Regions from separate parts of the Mus musculus genome. Here region 1 is linked to region 2. The links are chromatin contacts, called in public promoter capture Hi-C maps. All regions are on one chromosome and are shown on one strand. Each heading gives the region's core, a stretch centred on a gene start, on an enhancer-like site or on the middle of the called end of the contact. The rest is flanking DNA. Distances are from core to core; before and after follow the strand shown.

The links. Promoter capture Hi-C pulls out the DNA fragments that hold promoters and counts their contacts.
Region 1: a contact with region 2 is called in a promoter capture Hi-C map of pre-B cells, with 3 times the contacts expected there. The contact joins the promoter of Taf13 here to the promoter of Rsbn1 in region 2. A contact is called at or near these places in 2 of 39 promoter capture datasets (liver and pre-B cells).

Annotation. Positions count from the first base shown.
Region 1 is chr3:108,569,682-108,573,775 of GRCm38.p6, forward strand. It overlaps Taf13 (TATA-box binding protein associated factor 13), which reads left to right and starts at 2,018. Exons shown (of 4, transcript NM_025444.2): 1 at 2,018-2,067; 2 at 3,199-3,277. The coding sequence starts at 2,041.
Region 2 is chr3:103,912,621-103,916,222 of GRCm38.p6, forward strand. Rsbn1 (rosbin, round spermatid basic protein 1) reads left to right here and starts at 1,500. Exons shown (of 8, transcript NM_001356556.1): 1 at 1,500-2,533. The coding sequence starts at 1,831.

The DNA of each region.
Region 1 (4,094 bases), core at 768-3,267, 4.7 Mb after region 2:
GCCACCATGTGGTTGCTGGGATTTGAACTCTGGACCTTTGGAAGAGCAGTCGGGTGCTCTTACCCACTGAGCCATCTCACCAGCCCTTCCCTGAGTTGTTAATGACTCTGTTTTAAGTTGCTGGGGTCAGGCTCTCAAAAATCACGTGTTTCTGTCCTCCAGATATGTGAGACATGAGCCTCTCTCTCCCTCCTGTGTGGGATATTTCAATCCAGAGAAAATTGGCAAATGACAGTATAGCTAATGATTGTCAGCCATTGCTACTCTGTTTTCTAAAGGTCCTCATTTTGGTTAATTTCTGTGGGTCCTTGCCCTCTGAGCCCTGTCCACCCTCAGCAATGGCTGGCTATGAGATGTTTTTTCTGTCATTTGACATCTTTCCTCCAACTCTAAACTAGACTCCGGAGTCCACGCTAAACTTGTAGAGGAAGCACAGGGCTGTTCACTCTGCTTTGTGCCTGTTCTGCTCATTTGTTTTTCCCAGTTTCCATTTTGGAGTTTGAGTTAAGAGGGTTGAATTATCCATGCTTCATAGTTTATACGCTGATAGCGTAAGTGTCTATAGTCCTTTCCTTTTTACTTATACATATTTATACATATTTATTTATGCCCTATTTCCACCTTTTCTGTGTTGCCATCTTTCTGATATATTTAATGTCTCTGCTTTTTGTTTATTTGTTTGTTTGGTTTGGTTTTTCGAGACAGGGTTTCTCTGTGTAGCCTTGGCTGTCCTAGAACTCACTCTGTAGACCAGGCTGGCCTTGAACTCAGAAATCCGCCTGCCTCTGCCTCCCAAGTGCTGGGACAAAAAGCATGGACCACCACTGCCGAGCTTTGGTTTTCTTGTTTTGACTATGTAGCCCTGGCTGGCCTCTAACTCAAAGAGATCTTCTGGCTTCTGCCTCCCAAGGCAGGGATTAAAGGCGAGTGCCACTACACTTAGCTCTTTCATAATTTTAAAATATTTTCTTATTATTGTGTATGGAAGCCAGAGGACAACCTTGCAGACTCTGTCTTCTCACCTTTCACTTTTTATACAGGTCCCAGGGATTGAACCTGAGCCTTAGGCTTATTCCGCTAGAGCTTTTATTGACTGAACCATTTCTCTAGCACATCTTTTGTAATTTAAAAAAAAAAAAAAGAAGAAGAAGCAAAAAACGGCCGGGCAGTGGTGGCGCACGCCTTTAGTCCCACCACTTGGGAGGCAGAGGCAAGCGGATTTCTGAGAACGAGGCCGGCCTGATCTACAGAGTGAGTTCCAGGATAGCCAGGGCTACACAGAGATACCCTGTCTTGAAAAAACCAAAAAAAAAAAAAAAAAAAAGCGCAAAACAACCTTCCAACCCAAACTACATATATATATTGCGTATTAACGGAGGCAGGAAAGATTGCTCCGTGGTTAAGAGTATTGGCTGCTTTTCAAGAGACTTGAGTTTGATTCCTAGCCCCTATATAGCGGTTCACAATCGTCTATCTCTAGTTCCAGGAAATCGGTTGCTCTATTTTGGCTTCTTTGGTGCTGCACACACATGGTACACATACTTGCCGGCAAAACACCTATTTACATAAAAGAAAGTAGATATATAATTATATAATAATATAGATACTATATATAATATCATGGGGCTTGTGTACTTGAGTGGATCAGCCCCAGAGGCAAAAAGTCATCCTATTTTTACAGGCATTTGTGAGCCTCCGTAAGTATGCACAAATTTATCACTTATGTTTTCTGAGACATGGGCTCATGAAACTTGAGCTGATCTCGAACTCGAAGCCCTCTTGCCTCTGCCTGCCAAGTGCAGAGATTTCCCGGCGTAGTATACCACGCCTGGCTTCTTTGTAATTTTTAATTCCTCCTTCAGGATTCCACACGTAAGAGCACGTCACTGACTTCCAGCCAATCCCAAGGCCGGGGTTGGGTAGGAGAATGAACGCGCACGCCTCTCTGCGCAACGCTGGCCAGGCCGGAAGTGACGTACGTATCTTATAAAACTCGCCAGCCGCCGGTGGGCGGGTTCAGAAGGCTGGCGAGCAGCTAGCATGGCAGATGAGGAGGAAGACCCCACCGTGAGTGAGCGCCTGTCTCAGCCTGGTTCCTCACTCCTTTCGGATCACTAGCGGAGGCAGAGTCTGACCCGCTTGTGCCTTAGGGATTCCCGCCGAGAGTCCGGGGGCTCCGCGGTGTTTTCCTTTTTTGGTTTACCTTAGTCAGTGCGTGGGACAAGACGGGAAGGAAGAGTAGAAAGGGTCTCTCTTTGACCTGGATCTTCCCGACACTAAGACATCTAGAGGGTCATAGGAGATCAAAGCTGATTAAAGCGGAACCAGCAGCCCAGATGCTGACAAAACTAGTGAAGATAGCGGAGAAACGATGAACTAAAGACAGGAAGCTTGGGATCCAAATTCTCCTTTGGCATCGGTTTTCTTGTGAGGTAGAGTCCAGCCCAGTTAAGGAAAGTTCTTAGCCCTTTATCAGTTGCTTCCGATGACAGCAGAGAGTAGATTTTAAACTACCAGGTTTTTACAGTAGTCTTGCTTAGCAGTGTGACAACTAAATTGGCTAAAACCAAACCCAGAACCTGAGGTCGTTAGAACTTTACACACGCACGGTTGTAAGGTTGTTAGCAGCCGTAATAAAAGCCTTCTTGCACGACTTGAGAATTGGACTAGGGCTTATGAGCCCTTTGGTGCTAAATTTTCGTGGTTTTGTGCAGTTTGCTTTAGCTTCTCACTTTCGAAAATGAAAAAGGGTCACTGGGCGTGGTGGCGCACACCTTTAATCCCAGCACTCAGGAGCAGAGGCAAGCGGATCTCCGTGAGTTCAGGCAGACACGGGCACATAGTGAGACCACTTTGTCTCAAAAAAAAAAAAAAAAAAAGTGTAGAGAGATAGCTTTAGTGCTTAGGAGCATTTGCTGTCACATCTGGCAACCTACAGCGATTAGACCTAGTTTGGCCTCTATGGGCAACAGCAGGCACATTTATGTAGGCACACAATACACATAAATAATAAATGCCTTTAAAAAAAAAGATGAAAAGAGTGCAGGAGGTGTAGCTCAGTGGTCAAGCATCTGTTTAGCATCGTGAGCTCGTGGGTTCAATTCACAGCACTCCACAAAGAGGGCGAGCAGGAGGAGACTCGAGGGAATATCACGTGCACTGCAATCATTTGCCATGTCCGTGTTTTAAAATTTCTAGTTTGAGGAGGAGAATGAAGAAATTGGAGGAGGAGCGGAAGGTGGCCAGGGGAAGAGAAAGAGACTTTTCTCGAAAGAATGTAAGTTGTACTTTCTAGTGTTTTTATTACAGGTGGTGAAAGCTTTTGAACATGTCTTTTCAGAGTATATTGTTCTGCATATGTTTGTTTATAGGGACAGTGTTCTCAGAGTTGCCTATAAGGTTGCCTGTTTTTATTCTTGGTGTTTGTTTGTTTGTTTGTTTGTTTTAAAGATAGGCTCTGTATAGCCAAGGCTATACTGGTGCTTACTGTTTAGCCCATGCTAGCCTTGGTTTGGTGGTAGTCCTGCTTTAGCCTCTCAAGTCCTGGGATTGCAGGTGTGCATCCCATGGTCAGTATAAGTCTCTCTCATGTCTACTAATTCTCTCTGTGTGACATAAAATAATGAATGTGATCACCTCTGCCCTCCTCCTTGAGGCAGGGTTTTTTTGTTTTGTTTGTTTTTGTTTTTCTTTTCCTTTTTTGAGGCTTGGTTTTTCTGTGTAGCCCTGGCTGTCCTAGAACTCTTTCTGGAGTTTAGAATAGATCAAGATCTGCTAGTCTTGAACTCACAGAGATGTGCCTGCCTGCCTCTGCCTCCTGGGTGCTGGGATTAAAGCTGTGAACCACCACCACCCAGCTGAGGCAGGGTTTTTAGATCCCAGCATGATTTCAAACTTGGTATGCATATGCGTATAACCTTGAACTTGCAAGAACCTTGCAAGAACCTTGAACTTCTGCTCTCCTATCTGTTTCCCTGGCTCTAGATGTACAGGCATATGCCATGGCTCCCAGTTGACATTTTGAACGTTGTATCCCTCTTGTGTCCACCTTTCAAATGATGTAAGTTGAGGCTTTGGACTAAGGCATAGCTCAG
Region 2 (3,602 bases), core at 250-2,749:
TTAAACGCACTTAATTCACCATCTGAGTTGTCTCTCCGACCCTTCAACTAAATTTATACACTGCCTTAATATTAAAAATAACTTTAAAAAATAGATTTTGCTATGCAGCCCTAGGCTGGCCTCAAACTATTGATCCTTCTCCAAGCTGCAGACCGCTGCTATTGCAAGCGTGCTCCATCACGACTGACTAAAGGTTTTAGTTAGAAAACAAAGCACTCCTTCCTTTGTGCTTGCAGTACTGCTTGTGAAAATGACTAAATGTCTAAACGGAGTGTATCTCCTCAATTTCCCCAATTGTTGCGTAAAAGAAGGAAAGATGATGTACAAATAACGGCAGTGATCACTTCTGTATTGCTATGAGGTGTCCAACTGTATGTATGTTTACCCAGTTATTCACTTACCAATTCAAGAAAAAAAAATCAACAGCGGTTACTTTTTGTTAGCACTTTAACTTTCTTTTTTGATAGTGTGTTCTTCATAGAAAAGGCCCTATAGATAAACGTGTCCACATAAAACGAATTTATGTTCACAACCATTTAAAGGTACTGGTGATTTGAAAATGTATTTCTATATGACTATGGATTCTTCTAAGTAAATTATATTTCAAATCTAGTTTTATACAGTAAATAATTTAATGGCTCTTTATTATTGTAAAGGGTTGGCTTTACTTTCCCTATCAGTTTAATATTTTTACTTATGAAAATACAGCCTAGCAACAGTATTATTTGCGCTTTAATACTTTTTGTTGGGAAACCCAAATGCTAGGGCAAATTGACCTGTATTGTTACTTGTTTATTGTAGTACAATGTATACCCAGTAGGTGTTCAAGAACTTCTCTATTTTAAACGATAACTTTTATTACAGAAGTTCACTCAGCCTAAGTTACTTCTCTGGGAACTAGTGGTGTTAAACCACAGTGTCTTTTATATGCCTAGTACATCATTGTAGTCGGTTATTTCCAAATAGCTTTCTCAAGGACTTAAATGCAATTCTAGGTAAAAAGCTAAAGTAATGAAACTCAAAACGGATTTCTGAGTAAACACCATCTCCTGGCGAACAGTGTCAGGTTGACAGCGCTTTTCACATTTGCAAATTTATATGTATGGGTTGAAAAAAAATTAAAAATTTCTATCGAGACATTTTTTTTTGTTGTTAACTATAGCTGTATGTTCAACAAAAATGCTGGATTCTACCTTTCCAAGAATTGGAGGGAAAAGTGACTCTGGCAAGGCGGAGCTGCGCTCAGGGAACGCCTAAGGCAACATTTGCACCTGCCTTGAGCCTGCAGCGGTCGCCACAGCAGTGCTATAGGAAATGCTTCAAAAAAATTTTTTTTTTCTTTTCTGAATAGCAGCTTTACAATGTTCTACAGCGAAACCGTCGTTTTACATATTCCGAAATTCTTTTCCTCCTGGTTTGTCAAGGGTAAACTGGAGATTCTTTTACCTCACAAAGGCTATGGGGAGAAATACGAAATTGAAAAGTCACTATGGAGACCACCTCCGGGCAAGATGAAGGAGGAACACTGGAAGTGGAGCGCCTGAACACACGGCGAGACTCTGAAAGCTATTAACATTGTTTGGGCGGTTAGGGCGGTTGGCGGCAACTCGCCGGAGGGCGGCAGTTGCGTGGCACCCCGAAGCGTGCCTAGGCGCACGCTCCCCTCCGCTCCTCCACTCAGAGAGCAAAGTGGGGGCGGAGGGGGAGGGGGAAGAACGCGAAGGGCGGTGGAACTACAACTCCCGCAAGGCCTTGCGCGTCCAGGGTGCTTTACAATAGAAGCTCGGTTGGCGAGGTCTGCGGAGAGGTGTCGGAACTGCCGTTTCCGGCATGTTCAGGTCTACGAGAACGACCGATCAGTGGAGGGTGGGGGAGAGACTCCAATGCCCAGCGGGCCATGCGCGGGCAGCGCTTGCGCGAACCGCGGACGGGGGGGCGGTCGGGCCATTTAAATGTGTGTTTGTGGGTGAAATGGCTGCGCAGGTCGGAGCGGTTCGCGTAGTACGGGCGGTGGCGGCGCAGGAGGAGCCGGACAAAGAAGGGAAGGAGAAACCCCATGTTGGGGTTTCGCCGCGGGGAGTGAAGCGGCAGCGCCGGGCGAGCAGCGGGGGTTCTCAGGAGAAGCGGGGGCGGCCGAGCCAGGACCCCCCTCTCGCTCCCCCTCATCGGCGGCGTCGTAGCCGCCAACATCCCGGGCCGCTGCCTCCAACGAATGCCGCCCCAACCGTCCCGGGCCCTGTTGAACCTCTGCTCCTGCCGCCTCCGCCGCCACCGTCGCTGGCACCCGCCGGGCCCACTGTCGCTGCCCCGCTCCCGGCCCCGGGCACCTCGGCCCTCTTCACCTTCTCGCCTCTGACGGTGAGCGCGGCCGGGCCCAAGCATAAGGGCCACAAGGAGCGGCACAAGCACCATCACCACCGCGGCTCCGATGGTGACCCCGGCGCCTGCGTTCCGGGCGATCTCAAGCACAAGGACAAGCAGGAAAACGGCGAAAGGAGCGGAGGGGTGCCTCTGATCAAGGCCCCCAAGAGAGGTGAGAGCAGGCGAACCGCTGGGGCTCGGGCTGTAGGTCTCAGTGCCCATATCCCGCCCCTTTAGGACTGAAAGACGCCGCTCTACTCCCCTGAGCCCACTGGAGTGGACTCGGGATTGCAGGCGGTTGCCACAGTTTGACCTACTTGAGGCTTCTCTCTGAGGCCGAGCTGTCAGTTTCCATCCCTGTTTGCAGTTCCCCCGGAGCCTTTGCAACATTTATTTTCAAATTCGGCAGGGTTTCCGCGCCGCGCAGTGCTTGGCATCGGATTAGTAGGTGGGGTACTAAAACCTCCCTTTCTGAAGTAAAGGCTTGTCACTGAAAGTCCCTTCTTGTTCTCTTGCTTGGAAATCTTTAGTTTTTCTCATTCCTGGCACCAGCATATTTACAGGTTTGACTCTGGGCTCTGAGTTTGAATTCTTAAAGAGGTTACACAACTACTGGTTGCCTTAGCTTCGGCGAGGTTAAAAAAATCATTTACGGTGTTTATTTTTCAGCTAGACGTAGTAAAAATAGTTTTTTAAAAAAAAATATTAGCCCTTTTAATTGTTAGTATGGTTTAGGATTGGTTCGAGGAAGGTTTTATCACCCTCTGAGTCTAGGAAGTATACCAACCGTATCTCTGAAGGGAAGGAAGCGTGCAGTAGGATGCAGATGCAGATGTAGATTCTAGTTTCATTTCATTTTGCCAGAGCACTGTTTGAGAATCTCTGCAATTCCAGCAGTCTTTAAAGGTTTTTCACATAGAAAAAGTAGGACTAAGAGTGCTTTTGAGATGAATTAGGTTGGCCAAAATTGGTGTCTTCTATTGCCAGATACTTGTAGCATGTATTTATATTCTTTATGGAAGAAATGAAGCAGGGTTTTGGTTATGCCATATTTATACTTTGTATATATTTATAACTTATAATAGTCATAATCAGTAAATACTAACACACTAATGTGTTCGAATACTGGGTAATTCCAGTTATTAACATGTTAGTCTTTGATTCTAAAATTTCGAGTGTCTTGGATTTTTCCCATATATTTACTCACAATGCTAACCAGTTTGTGTGTGTGTGTGTGTGTG